2 separate regions of the Sus scrofa genome follow, and region 2 is linked to region 1. Evidence: chromatin contacts called from public Hi-C data. All regions are on one chromosome and are shown on one strand. The core of a region is the stretch at or near the end of the contact, and the rest is flanking DNA. Distances in the headings are between cores, read along the strand shown.

The links. A called contact is a pair of places that touch in the nucleus more often than the background predicts.
Region 2: a Hi-C map of heart right ventricle shows a contact between it and region 1, with 2.8 times the contacts expected there. The contact joins two enhancer-like sites. A contact is called at or near these places in 2 of 47 Hi-C or Micro-C datasets (epiblast stem cells and heart right ventricle) and 1 of 2 datasets of contacts at active chromatin or transcription factors (skeletal muscle).

The regions. Positions count from the first base shown.
Region 1 is chr9:125,340,554-125,347,693 of Sscrofa11.1, reverse strand. It overlaps TSEN15 (tRNA-splicing endonuclease subunit Sen15), which reads right to left. Exons shown (of 9, transcript XR_002335966.1): 6 at 4,342-4,544; 7 at 3,653-3,840. Among named protein-coding and RNA genes, the nearest start is that of TSEN15, 43 kb to the right of the region's middle. Within about 2 kb of position 3,908, at least 2 of the 83 cell types and tissues checked have an H3K27ac peak or open chromatin away from gene starts, as enhancers often do.
Region 2 is chr9:125,702,915-125,710,054 of Sscrofa11.1, reverse strand. The region is part of intron 2 of C9H1orf21; the gene reads right to left. Among named protein-coding and RNA genes, the nearest start is that of C9H1orf21, 93 kb to the right of the region's middle. Within about 2 kb of position 3,839, at least 13 of the 83 cell types and tissues checked have an H3K27ac peak or open chromatin away from gene starts, as enhancers often do.

The DNA of each region.
Region 1 (7,140 bases), core at 2,659-5,158:
TTACTTTCTTCATCACACTTATCACCACTTGACAGTATTTTATATGTTACTTCCTTCCACAAATATTTAAGGAACACCCACTATGTGTCAGACACTGCTCTAAGCTCTGGGGACAGAGGAGAACAAAATGAAGTCCTACATCCCCCATGCTAATGTAAGCATGCTCTGCAGATACAAGTTGTTAGTTATTATTTCTTGTCTCTTTACTTCTTCCTTCAGGAAGAGGTCCAATCTCTACCATCAGCAGAAGGCTCTGTGCCAGATCCCATGACTTAAACCCACCCTGAACATTCCAGCTGCTATTTAGGGGGAATTTTGCAATGCATTTTTGTGCCATGCTGAGCTAAGTTTAACTTGGTTGTTTTCAATCCCAGTGAATTATCCCAGAACAGCTTCCCTGTAGTGGAAATTTCCCTTATTTGAAGTAAGCCGCAAACGACATAGCTAGCAGTTGTCATTCCTGTGAAATTTATCTGCGTTCAAAGGGTTCCCCAAAATGGGACCAAAAATTTTTATCATCATCCTCATCACTAACAGCAGCAGCAGCAGCAGCAGCAGCAGCAGGGTCAGGCCTGACAGAAGGGTCAAGGGGCCAGGTTTACCTCCCGCCTCCTGCCACCCAGTGCACATCTAGGTCCCATTCCTTGGAGGCCTAGCTCTCAGCTGGCTATCCTGGAACCCCTCCCAAGGTGACAACTTGCACATCAATGGGAAGTGCTTGGAGACTACAAAGGAAGGGAACACTGGTAGCTTATTATGTGCCAGGTTTGTTTATCCCCCACACAGTATTTCATTACGTGAGGAGAATACAACCTAGAAGGACGTATTCTGTTGTCATTTTACAGACGAGAAACTGAGGCTCATGGAGATTACATGCCTCTCCCACGTTGCTCTGGGTGGTCTGAAGTCCAAGCTTTGTCTTTCAAGTTGCCTGAGCCTCAAAAACTCAAAGGAACATATTTTAATGGTGGATTATCAAAGCCCATGATTGGAAGAACTTTTTTTTTTTTTTAATACAATGGAGGTGGGAAGAGTAATGGAACTGTTGATGAAAAGGGAAGATCTGTGCAGCAAGATCTTTCAGTTCAAGTGAACCAACATTTAAGACAGAATGCAAAAAAAAAAAAAAAAAAAAAAAAAAGGAGTTCCCATCATGGCGGAACAGAAACGAATCCGACTAGGAATCATGAGGCATGAGGTTTCAGGTTCCATTCCTGGCCTCGCTCAGTGGGTTAAGGATTTGGCATTGCCATGAGCTTTGGTGTAGGTCACAGCTACAGCTCAGATTAGACCCCTAACTGTAGATGCAGCTCAGATCTGGTGTTGCTGTGGCTGTGGTGTAGGCCGGCGGCTACAGCTCCAATTAGACCCCTAGCCTGGGAACCTCCATGTGCCATGGGTGCAGTCCTAAAAGGACAAAAACAAAAAGAGAAAAAAAAGAAAAAAGACAGAATGGTCTTTCAACTGTCGGCACCCACTCCTTCATCTTATAGAAGTGGAGCAATAAGGCCCAAAGTGGGTGATGATATCATTTAAACCTAAAGGGTTGAGATGAGGACCTATGTGGCTACATTTACAGGAACCAAATTTTCTATGGTCCTACTTGAGACAGAAGAAGAGATACACAATTTCCACCCATTCATAAAACCACAGTGTCCCATCTGTAGTCATCATCACAAGTGTAATCGCCATAATAACTGTGAGTAGGGAACTGCCATTTCTAAGTGGTTTCCAAATCTAGTAATGTTCTCATGTCTACATCTACCCCCCCAAAAAAACTGTTAGATAAATAAAAATGCACAGGTTTAGCATAGGAAACATATATAAAATATTAAACAGATATATTTTGTTTAGAAACCTGTCTTGACTTCTCAAAACTATTAAGGCAAAGGATCAAATATAACAGATTTCATTGCATAAGCACTTTTACAAGTGCATATAGCATGGGATGAGGGCTCTCTGTGACCCCAGGAATAAGAACATGGGGTTCCCCTTTCTATACAGAGTTGACAGGACAGAGAATGGCAGAGACAGGACTGGGTGAGCAGGAGCCTCATATATGAATATTTGAATGTGATCAAATAAAACAAGTACTGAGCTCTTACTCTGTGCCAAGTGCTGTGCTACCAATAGGCAGTGTATGGCCTGATTGCCAAGATATGATATACACTAAGAAAATTAAATAGTTCTTGTGAGTAATAAATATGTGTGTTAACGATAATTAACACCTCCTGTTTGCAGATGCAGCAGGATAATATTTTGGTGCATTAAGTGAAATGTTTTCCCTTCTCTGTAATTCTTGTTACCTATGAACCTTTTCCCACACAGGCTTTCTTGGCACACTGCCTGGGGGATGGGATTATACTACAGAACAAAAGAGGCAAATTCTTGCCTTTTGAGTTTCAAAACCTGAAATCTTGGCAAAAACAAAATGTTTGGAAGAAAAATACATCTATGAAATGGTCACAGTTTTTTCTTTTCCCCCTACCCTTAAGATAAAATAAAATCAGAGGGGGAGAAACGGTGGTAGAAAGAGGTGAGGGCAAAAGTGGAAGAGCTTGAATGGGTCACTAAGCAGACACCTGTGCTGCGTCCCCACTGCCCTCACTCTGTCTGACCGAGTTCCTGCTGCACAGGAGAGATAACAGACACTCCAGGGGAAGTCCTCTCATCCGAGATGAGAATCTGGCCAGCAGCTGTCCCCAACCACCTGCTGCTGCCGCTTCCAGGCTCAGCTAAAACCTCACAGACCCCACAACCATGCATCGTTCACCCAGCTTTGTATCAGCACAGCAGAGAAGGTCTGGCTAGGAAAGCCAGTCTAGATGGAGAGGGCCCCAGGCAGTCTGAAAGCGCCCCAGGGAGTTCAGGGACAGAACCAAGTACTTTCCAAGTGCCCAAGAGTACTGAAAGATCTTGTGCCCAGGGATTAAGAGGACACAAGACTTACATGGAGCAGGGACACTGTAACAGGGTACCCCATTCAGCCAGTGCCATCATGGACAGAGGAGAATCCTGAGGACTGGGGTCTACCCCCAACTTTCTCTCCCTATCTCATACTGCCACACCCGAACACCCCTAGAGCTACACAAACACTCCAGGTACATGATTCCACTAAATACTTATCCATCTCCCCAAAGAAGGCCCCAGCTTCCTCACAAACCCACCCCCATCCATCCATCCATACTTAACAAGCTCCCTTCAGAAATATTCTTGCAGGGTTCAACTAAACCCGCTACACTGCAGCACAAATACTTTTTTCCATGTTCTTAGGAAGTACAGACAAGAAAACAGTATGTGTTTTCTGGTCTGAGAAGAAGAAGAGTAAGGTCTACAGTTACCTTAGGTTCCTGACACATAAAAGGTCTCTCTTCTGAGTTCAGATATGAAATCCAGAGCCTGATTATAAAAGTAGGGGTGAGTTTGTCTTCCAAAGTTTCCTCCCACACTCCAGGGGGCCCCAGGTTGGTCTTTTCCTATCCTGGTGTCCCTCTTGTAAAGTCCTCTAACTATCTCCCCATGGCAACCTGGAACTCGTTCACATTCAAGCGACTCAGAACAGTCTGTGGTTTAACTTCCCTCCGCCTCTGCTCCCGCAGCCAATCAGCCGATGACTTTACTTCCTTGCTCTCCCTCCTCTCCTTTCCATTACCTGGAAAGCTGTTCTCTAGCTGCCCTCCTCAGTCCAGGAACACCATGGACATGCACTTCCTCTCCTGCTTGAAGATCACGGCCAGCCATGGGACTTGCTTCGGCCAATAAAACGTGGGCAGGGATGACAGGCTGCTTCTCCTGGATGTATTTAATTGCCGTACGTGACACCCCAGCACGTTCTTCTTCCTGCCATTAGAACCAACAACATTCCGGCTGTGGGAGGCTCTGTTGACCTGATTCCTAGAGTAAGGACTCCAAGCCTGTGTATAAGGGACTTGTAATGTGAGCAAGGAATCAACATTTGTTTAACTAATTCACTGGTTGTTACTGAATCTGTTGGAAAAGGTTATCAAGAGGATGTGACTCCTGGTTGACCCACGAGCTGGATAGGACATTTGAGGCTTCTCACCCCTCCCCTGTTCTTGGAGTATATAGGCTCTATCCACGTTCCCACAGTGGGAGCCATTCAAGGACGCAACCTTGAGACTGTAGTGTGCAGTTGAGACATCTGGACTGAATATGTGACTGAACCCAGTTAAGGCCTCAGTATAAATTTTTAAGATTCTGGAGGGCCGGGGCAGAGACCTACGTGTCTTGTGGCCACCCAAGACAAGCTTATATGTAAGTTCTCTTGCTTATTAACTGTTCGCTACCAATGTGAGTGGTGTGCCTCTTCCTCCGTCTCACCTTGCCCTCTGTATGGGATCCAGTTCCAGATTTCACCCAGGAGATTCCTGAGGCTGCGAACCAGCAACATCATAATCTCGCCCATCCTAACACACCTGAGCTACCAGCAGGTTTCAGGCTCTCGTCACTTCTCATCTGTGCTCTAACACACGCTACTCAAAGTGTGGTCTGTACACAGTGTCAATTCACAAAGGATTGCTGGTCTGGAATGAGAAGTACAGAAATTGAGAATAAACATTTAGAAATTCATATAACAATTTAACTGATTAACTTTATCTGTTGGGGCTAATAAATAAATATTTGGGTATAGAGTAACCCCAGATCATGGCATTGGGCCTTCTTGCCCAAGCTGTCCTGCAAAAATGCTTGCCAAATTAAACAGGATCAAAGCTTCAGGGTTAAGAAACAGCACTGGGAACTATAGCTAGTCACTTACAATGGAGCATGATAATGTGAGAAAAAGAACATATATATGTATGTGTGACTGGGTCACCTTGCTACACAGTAGAAAATTGACAGAACACTGTAAACCAGCTATGAAGGAAAAAATAAAAATCATTAAAAAATAAATAAAAAAATTAAAATAACAACAACAAAAAGAAACAGAACCATGAGAAGTTCCCATTGTGGCTCAGTGGTAATGAGCCCGACTAGTACCCATGAGGATGTGGGTTCAATCCCTGGCCTTGCTCAAGGGGTTAAGGAAATGGTGTTGCCATGGGTTATGGTGTAAGTTGCAGACTCGGCTCGGATCTCAAGTTGCTGAGGCTGTGGCGTAGGCAGGCAGCTGTGGCTCCAATTCGATCCCAAGCCTGGGAACTTCCACATGCTACAGATGTGGGCCTAAAAACCAAAAAGAAAATAAAAGAAATAGAATGACGGTAGGATTTCAAGCAATAGCAAGCAGATCCATGGGATATTTAGGGATTAAGACCCTTCCTCACTGATAGTGAAGTCATCATTTGAACGTTCCCTGAGTCTTCTCTTTGTACCAGCACAGAATTTAGTTCTAACAAACAAAGCACCTTTCTGAGCTCTTTCTCATTTAATATTAAATATTGTCTTAGGTTTGCCTACATAAAGAGCATGGACATGGATGTATTTATTCTTTGGAAGAAAACTTTATAAATATATTGCCTATGAAAATGATTTTCCAAATTATCCACACACAGCATGACATTTTGATACACTTGTTCAAGAGTACAAGAGGATAATATAACTGATCTCTAAATCACTTTCTAACTCCCTCCAGGACTAAGCGACTCTTTTTCTTCCCAAAGCCTCTTTGACACACATTAATATATTTCTCTGCACCACACAAGATTCTGAAAAGAACAGGGGCCTAGATGTTAAGAGACCTCGTTCTAGTCGTCATTGCCCACTCACTTGCTACCACCTGAAGCTGCTGCTCAACCACTCAGTCCCCTAATTGCTCCATCTATTAAACAAGGGTAGTAAATTAATAGTAAATAAATAATATCAGTTCTGTTGTGCAAATCAAAGAGTACTGAAGCACTTGAGAGAGAATAAAGTGCTACATTATCATTAGCATTTAGCATTTATATGTTCCGCTGCCTTGTAATACTCTCCAGTTATCTTGAACACACGGATTTTCTCCTTTCGAACCTAACAATAAGCCTTGGCAAGGTGCATGGTGTAATATTTCTCCATACCTGTCCAATGTTCAGGGCTTTGGGACAAATAACATACATACAACGATTGTTTGAAAATTGTTTAATTTACCAGACGTTGCTAAACCCCTTCACCATTAAGGAAACTGCATAAATTTCACACGCTGCCTGACAGGTATTCCTCACTCACAATGGTAATGCTCTTTTTTAGAGCTCTGGCTATCTGAACTCCTTGAAGGAACAGGTCATATCTCATTAATCTCTGTAACCCTGGCGTTTACAACATCATCTAAGCACAGAGAAGTCCAATTAATGTCTAAAGATAAATAATGTGTTAATAAATGAATGGATTCTAATTAAATACTTCCTTAATATGACCCCCATTCAGTACAATGAAATCTAAAAAAAAAATCTTTGATTTTAAACAGTTTTTTAATCTTCCAGAACCATCTAAACATTTCAAAAGCAGACCCACCCAATAAGTCATGAGATTTTCCCATCCTCTTTCCTAACAAGCCCAAACAGTTCTTATTCAAAAATCATTAACAAACAAACAAACAAAAACAAAGGAGTTCCCATGGTGGCGCAGCGGAAACGAATCCGACTAGGAACCATGAGGTTGCGGGTTCGATCCCTGGCCTCGCTCAGTGGGTTAAGCACCTGGCCCAAATCTAGCGTGGCTGTGGCTGTAGTGTAGGCCAGTGGCAACAGCTCTGATTAGACCCCTAGCCTGGGAACCTTCATATGCTGCGGGTGCTGCCCTAAAAAGACAAAAAAAAAAAAAAAAAAAAGATCATTAAGAGGCTTAGGCTGCAGGAGTGGGGGTGGTAAGGAACAGGACAGCTCTGGGTCTGAAAGGAGGGAAAATGGTACTTCTTGTGCAGAGAATATGCCATGATTCTGCGCATGTAAACAGTCAAGGTAAAATGCGGCAGATGAATAAAGAGCTTCTGTCTACAAGAACTATAAACTTTGGCAGGAACCACTGTGCCGCAGCAGCGAAAGCCCTCCTACTAGCTCTGCAAAGGAAAAAGTGACCTCAGAGAGGAATTCACAACTCAAATGCTCAGAAAGAGAAGATGAAGTACCCGAAGTACCATGATGTTTTGGTTAGGTCATTTGGTTCCAGGCGTATAAACGTGTGAACTGTTTCCATTGTTTTTAAAGT
Region 2 (7,140 bases), core at 2,590-5,089, 360 kb before region 1:
AGGGAGCAATGGAGGGAAACCCTTGAGACCGACAACCCAAAGGACACCACCAAGGGCCCTGCCGGCACTTCCCGCCAATGGCATCTGAGAACTTGCACGCTCCCTCATCTTACAATCAGGCTGCGTTGGAGCAATAAGTGACAAAGGGTCCTACTCTCCCGCTTATCTCTGTCTCTAATATTAAAAGAACAGGCTCCTGATACCGTTGGCAAGGGAAGGAAAATAGCACTTGGATTTTCCTCTTTTTTTTTTTGAAACATACAAAGTATAGCGCATTTCGTGACTTTCTGGCACAGAAAATTTTTCCAAACAGAAATTCAGACTGATTCCCCCTTGGCTAGATTAAATGCGGCATCCCGTGGCTTTCCAGTGTGGTCTGTTTCGAGAAGGATGAGGGGCAAAAGTGAAGAGGATGGGTCAGCTGAGCCCTATTTACCAGGAATGCTTGACTGCTCCTCGCCCCTGACCTTGCCGTAGGTGGCCCCTGCTGCTGACGCTGCTAACGTCTGGTCCTCCACGCAGCGCTGAGCAGTGGATGCCACTGGCATCTCCATGATGTAGACGAGGCAACTCAAGGCTCCTTGTCAAAGACAATGTGGGAAGCGGGGAAGCGGGAACAGATTTGGCTGGTGGGAGGGCATGGCTATGACTCTCTTACATGCCCAGGGTCTGGGCCTGTTCTCTCTCTCCTGTCACAGTAAGAAGCACCTATCAGACTGGCAGGAACTATAAAAGCAGAAAATAAAACCAACATGTTTCTGAGACCTTCTCTGAGTCAGACCCTGGCCTAAGCACCTTCACTTTGGAAGTGTGATGCGGAAGTGTGAGCCAGGGTGGGCTGGCTTCTATGATTTCATGAGCCCCGTGGGCACTTAAAGCCACTGAGACCTTTCTGAGGCTCAGCTTGAGACATTGTGGAATCTTCACAGACTAAACCCAGGGCCAGGTTCCTCACTCTTCTTTTTTTTTTTTTGGTCTCTTTAGGGATGCACTTGCAGCATATGAAAATACCAGGGATAGGGGTCAAATCAGAGCTGCAGCCGTCAGCCACAGCCACAGCCACTTGGAATCCGAGCCATGTCTGTGACCTACACTCCAGCTCAGAGCAACACCGAATCATTAACCCCCAAGCAAGTCCAGGGATCGAACCCACATCTTCATGGATACTAGTCGGGTTCTTTACTGCTGGAGCCACCATGGGAACTCCAAAATATGTTATTAAAATGAATTTCACCAGTGCCTTTTCTACTTAATGTGGCTGCTGGGGATACTTAAAGTACTTACGTAACTCAGGCTCTGCTTCTCTTGGATGGTGGCTGAAGTCACTAAAAGGTAATGTTGGTGTTTACAGTTTCTTTCCCTTGCAAGTTTCAGTTTTGGAGTTTGTTTATTATTGAATCAAAGAGAAAAGGGTTAGGCTGAGGCAGTGGCCCTCCGCGTCTGCTTGGCTCTCGAGGTGAGAAGGTACCCTTGGGCGGGGGACAGGGGACAGCCAGAGAGGCAGAGATTGGGAGCCAGCCCACAGGACCAGAAAGAGCAACTCTAACCTGTTCACCTCTCCGTGGGAATTGGGAATTGTTAGCTGCCTTCTCCTGCAGCTTTCCTGCTGACCTGTGGAAGCGTCTATTGACTTCTGAAGCTGTTGCCCAAAAGTCAGAGAGGACATCATCCCTCTCCATATTTTTTTTTTCCTTCGGTGAGTTGGTGAAGGAGGACCTTAAGGGCAGAGGTGTTTGATGAGTGTATGACAGACTTGGATCACAGTTATAAGAGCTGAAAAAAATGTAAGTCAAGATGAGTGAGGGAGTTCCTGTTGTGGCTCAGCGGTAATGAACCCGACTAGTATCCAAGAGGACATGGGTTCGATCCCTGGTGTCGCTCACTGGGTTAAGGATCTGGCGTTGCCGTGAGCTGTGGTATAGGTCACAGATGGGGCTTGGATCCTGCATTGCTGTGGCTGTGGTGTAGGAAAAATACATATATAATTTAACACAATATATCCAAAATATTATCATTTCAACATGCAATCAATAGAAAACTAGTGAGCTATTTCATACTCTTTTTTTTCTTTTTCATACTAAGTCCTGAAAATCTCCTGTGTAATTCACATTTACAGCATACCTCAGTTAGGACTAGCCTTAGTTCACATGCTTAACAGTCACATGTGGCCAAGGACTGCTGTACTGGACAGCACAGGTTTAAACATTATTCCCTCTCTTACTGTCTCACAAACACAAACACCGATGAATTATTCTTTAATTAATCTTCATTTTCTACAACCAGAAATTGTTACAGGAAGAAACAGTGAATTATTACTTTGCTTCCAAATGCTTTGAATTTTTAAATAAAGCTTATGTATTTTCTCATCTAATCTTCACCATAACCCATGAAGTTGGTCCCGACAATATGTATATAGTTAGCATAAAACCATCTCTGTCTCTCTCTCTCACGCACACACATACACACACCTCTGCAATGTATTCTCAATTTATGAAGCTAAGGATCAGATCAACACTGAAGCCACAGGGTAATATAGAGCCCAAGTGAAGGAAAGCAGCCAAATTCTTGCTTTACTGCTATTCTTTCACGGTAAATCCTATACCACCACCTCAGAAGAACTTACTACGGTAATCTAAGTACTTCCACTTAAGGGAATATTTATAAATATCAGGCTCCTTTGGTTCTTAACCAAGGCTACCTCATCAAGTAGCTGGCATAGTCAGGGTCCAGCCTAGTTCCTACACAATCTCTCTGTCTCCAGCTCCTGGCATTCCGGAACCTGTGTCCTCTCAAGGACCTGTGTCCTCTCAAGATCACACAGTCCCCACCTTCGGTGGGGGGGACTGACCAGCTCATAAGAGACAGGACGCACATGAGCAAAAACTCCAAATATGTAAGGATGTAAAAACATTCTGGGATGACAGGAAAGAGGTACTTTCTGAAGGTATTAGAAAAGCTTCACTCCAAGTTTGGAAAAAGCGCAGGATTTAAAGAGATGAAGAAAGAAGGAGAAAGGGTCCACGCCAAGCAGAGACCATGATATACCTGACCAGGAGGACAGAGATGTGCAAAGAGGTCACAGATGAGCTGTCCCATCCGGCCGAAGAACAGGGAACGTGAGGGTCAGGGTATGAAACAAGGCTGCCGGGGTGAATAAGAGCTATCTCCCCAGGTAGCTCTTATTCACCACTGATTTAAGATTTTAGTAAGAACGGGGTGCAACAGAAAGTTCTGGAGCAGGGGCATTAACACAGACAGAGGAGTACTTTAAAAACAAAACAAAACTGCAACAGTCTGACAATGGTGAAAAAAGAAAAAAAAAAAAAAAAAAAGGAGAGTTAAAAGCGCACCAAAAGCAGAGTTGCAAATACACAACAGCAGGGCTAATGGAGCATCCGTTCAGAGGACCCTGCGCTAGCCTGGGTTATGGGCTGTAACTACCTAAACAATGAACAATGGTGATGGTGGGGGAGAATGAGACTCACAGATCTGGGAACTGGAAGAGACAAAGGCCTCAAGCTTAAAGCCTTTTCAAGATTAAAGACTACATTATGGGAAGAATGATGGCGACCTTCACGCAAATAGGAAAGTCAATATAACTCGAGAGTTTTCCCTGTTGGGGGTGGGCTGCAGAAGAGAGAATGATCTCAGGGTTTGACATGTTCATTTCCCTAATAAGGCCTGAATCTGTTCTGTGCACCTACTTTAATAGTTTAAGTGAATGACTTGTTGAAAGAAATCCAACAAGCGCTTGGCTTTCCTTGGAACTTGCTTAACTAGTTCCTGATAACTTGAGCCTGTTGGTCACTTATTTTATGCAAGCTGGTCTTGGCACTCGGCTCAGCTGTCCTCTGCATGACCTCAGCAGATCTGCTGACCACTTTTCACATCTGCTCTGGCCACGGAGGGAAGGAAAATCCCAATTGTGAGATGAAGCTTTCTGGCCTGGACTTGACTTTTGAAAGGGCCACAGTACTGAGACACGACTTTAGATCTGAAATTTTTATGCTTCCATATTTAAAGCGAAAGAAAGTCATTAGGTAGATGGCAGTGATAAAGTTCCTCCTCAATGATCTCCCGAGGTCTATGAAATCTACGAAGCAAGGTTCTCATGTGTCACTTAATCCTCCACGGTGGGACGTTCGATAGAAATTCTGCCCCACACATGCGGCATGGTGTCTGGCTCCTAAATAACCAAAATGTCACAGAGACCAAAAGGCTTCACATAAACAGAAATTACTATTTGTAAAAACACACTGCTTATCAATGCTCCCCAGCATTTCCTGAGAAGCAACGAAATTAACACTTTTAGGAAAAGGATCGAAATGTGTACATACACACACACTCAGGAGACACATCCTTGAGAGCGTCCCCCAAATATGCCGCCTTTCACAGACACTGTCAACTCTTTAACAACATGTGGTGACAACATTTTTCAAACATTTAAAAACACTGAGCTTTTAAAAAGTGAATGAGGCCACTTTATAAGATGGAAAACACGGGTGTGATTTAACAAACAGAATAGAACTGTTCAGGTTGGAACAGAATCCAGTTATGAGTTCTCCTTGCCTCGGTCCATGGGTGTGGTAACCAGTCGCCAAAGATGAGTCCCAACAATCCCTCCCTCCCTAGAGGCACAGACGCCCCAGAGGGATGGAAAGCCTTTGTGCTCTCTTGACTCTGCACTGGTCTTGTGACCTGCTCTGCTCAACAGAATGCAGCACAAGTGACACTCTAGGACTTTCAAGGAAGCCCATCTTAAGAGGCCTGGGAGCTCCAACTTCCTCTCTCGGAAGCTAACCACCATGTGAAAAGTCTGACTACCCCAGTGGAAGAGAGGCCTGAAGCCACCGTGGTCAGTCAAGCCCAGCTGAGCTCCCAGCTGAATGCAGCCGTGCGCCTGAGCCCAGGCGAAAGACAGCAGAGGAACCCAGCCACCGCACAGAATCAGGAGAAATGACAATCAGTGCTGCTCAGTTTGGGGTCCTTGGCTACATGGTAAGAGATGACCACAAACAATGGGTGACAAAAGATACCAAATGGCTGAAAGTGAGCCAGATCCACCTTTCATCTGTGACCATCTGTGATTCTACCGGGATTTTGCAGACGTCTGCTTGTCAACTAACTCAAGTGGAGACGCAGACACAACCTTCTCTTGGCGAGTTCAAACTCTAGCCCTCAGTCACCTCGAGGATACTGGCCCGATGTTCACAATGGAATCTGACGATTCTACTCCCGGAACTCCATGCGACTAGATAACCTGTCTCCCTGGACGGACGTGAAGCTCTCTGCCTCGCCATAGGCCTGCTTTCTCTAACACCAGGCCACACACCTGCAGGTGCTGGTGCCAGAAAGTGTAATAAGATGCCAAATGCTAGAGTGAATAAAACTTCAGTGTAAGTACGGGGAGGGTGAAGAGAAGCTGGCAGACAGAGGCTGTGTGTGCATTTTCTGGCAGGAATTACATGGAGGCACACTGACAGCAATGACTGGGCAGCCTTGGGGTAAACTGAATTATTAGCCCCAATTCTTTTCTTTTTTTTTTTTTTTCTTCTTTTTTTTAGGGCTGCACCCTCAGCATATGGAAGTTCCCAGGCTAGAGGTCGAATAGGAGCTAAAGCTGCCAGCCACAGCCACAGCCACGCCAGATCCGAGCCACATCTGTGACCTACACCACAGCTCACAGCAAGGCTGGATCCTTAAGCCATGGCAGTGAGGCCAGGGATCAAATCTGCATCCCCAGGAATACTAGTCAGGTTCATTACCGCCAAGCCACGATGGGAGGTCCTTTTTTTAAGCCCCAATTCTTGACCCTTCTCTACATCCACATCTTTGCCACAAATGCACTGTGGTCACATGGACTTCTCTGTGCCTTGTCTTTGAGCCTGTTTATGACTTGATTTGGCCAGTAAAATGTGGGTGCCAGTGCCAGCTGGGCAAGTCTAAGCCCAAGCTTAAAAGGCATCATGTATAAAGCTCGGACTTTTACCCTTCTGCAAACGGACAGCATGTCTCCCTTGGCTCACTGGTCCCAAGAGAAAGCTGAGGGCGACACGGAGCAGAGCCACTCCAGCTGACTAACCAACTCATGATCAAGAAAGACATGCTTGTTGTTGAATGGCACCGACATCCTGAGGTTGTCTAATACCCTGCAATAGCTGACTCATCCACGGCTCCTTTTATTAGATGCTAACTTTTGCAAACTGCACGTGGTACTTCAGACCAGGACGCCTTCTTGGCTCTGAAAGTTACAAATGGATGGTTAGATGGTCTCGTTGCCAAGCAAAATGTAAATACAATATATTGAATGTCACTGAATTTTTGCTCTTACGAGTCTAAGATTATCCTTCCACAGACTATAATTTGGTATTCAAAGTTCTCCATAATTTAATCCTAACTTATTTTTCTAGCCAATTCCCTCTCACTTATATTTTATATTCCCTGCAAACTGGTTTGCTTGTAATTCTTAAATATAGGTCCCCGTCACCTCTTGCCTTTCCTCATCCAGTTCTTCCCTACACCCTTCATCCGACAGGTTTAGATGCTCCAGTCCTTTAAAAGCAGGTTCCACCATCACCTCCATGAGAAATCTGCTCTGATTCCATCGTTTAAGACAGCCTCTCCATCCCTCTGACTCTTATCATGACGTGTATGTCTTTTCCGCTTCTGGTATTTGGTTTATTCTGACTCATAACACTTCCTCATCCTCTTACGAAGTCCTGGAGAGCACGATTTACGTTATCATTTCACCTCTGCATCCTCCATGGCATTTAGCAAAGGGTCTTACACATCGTGTGCTGGCCGGTCAATACTCTTTCGCATTAAAGAATGAGTGACGGATGGGAGACAGCAGGCAGCCAGAAACAACACTGAAAAAGAAATGGGGCCTTTGGAGCCTGAGACATCTGATTCTGTCTAGAAGCTACCTCTTGCTGAGCAACTTTGGCCCAGTTCGTCTCACTGCGCTCCAGCTTCCAAACCTGTAAAAGTGGGATAGCACAGATTTTACAGGATTGCTGTGAAAATTTCACAGGAAAATGAATGTTAGGGCTTCTCGGTGTTTGACCTTCAGTGGAGGTTCCATAAATGGTCACTCTGATTACAAAAATGATAACGGCACAGACTATCACAAAGACCTTA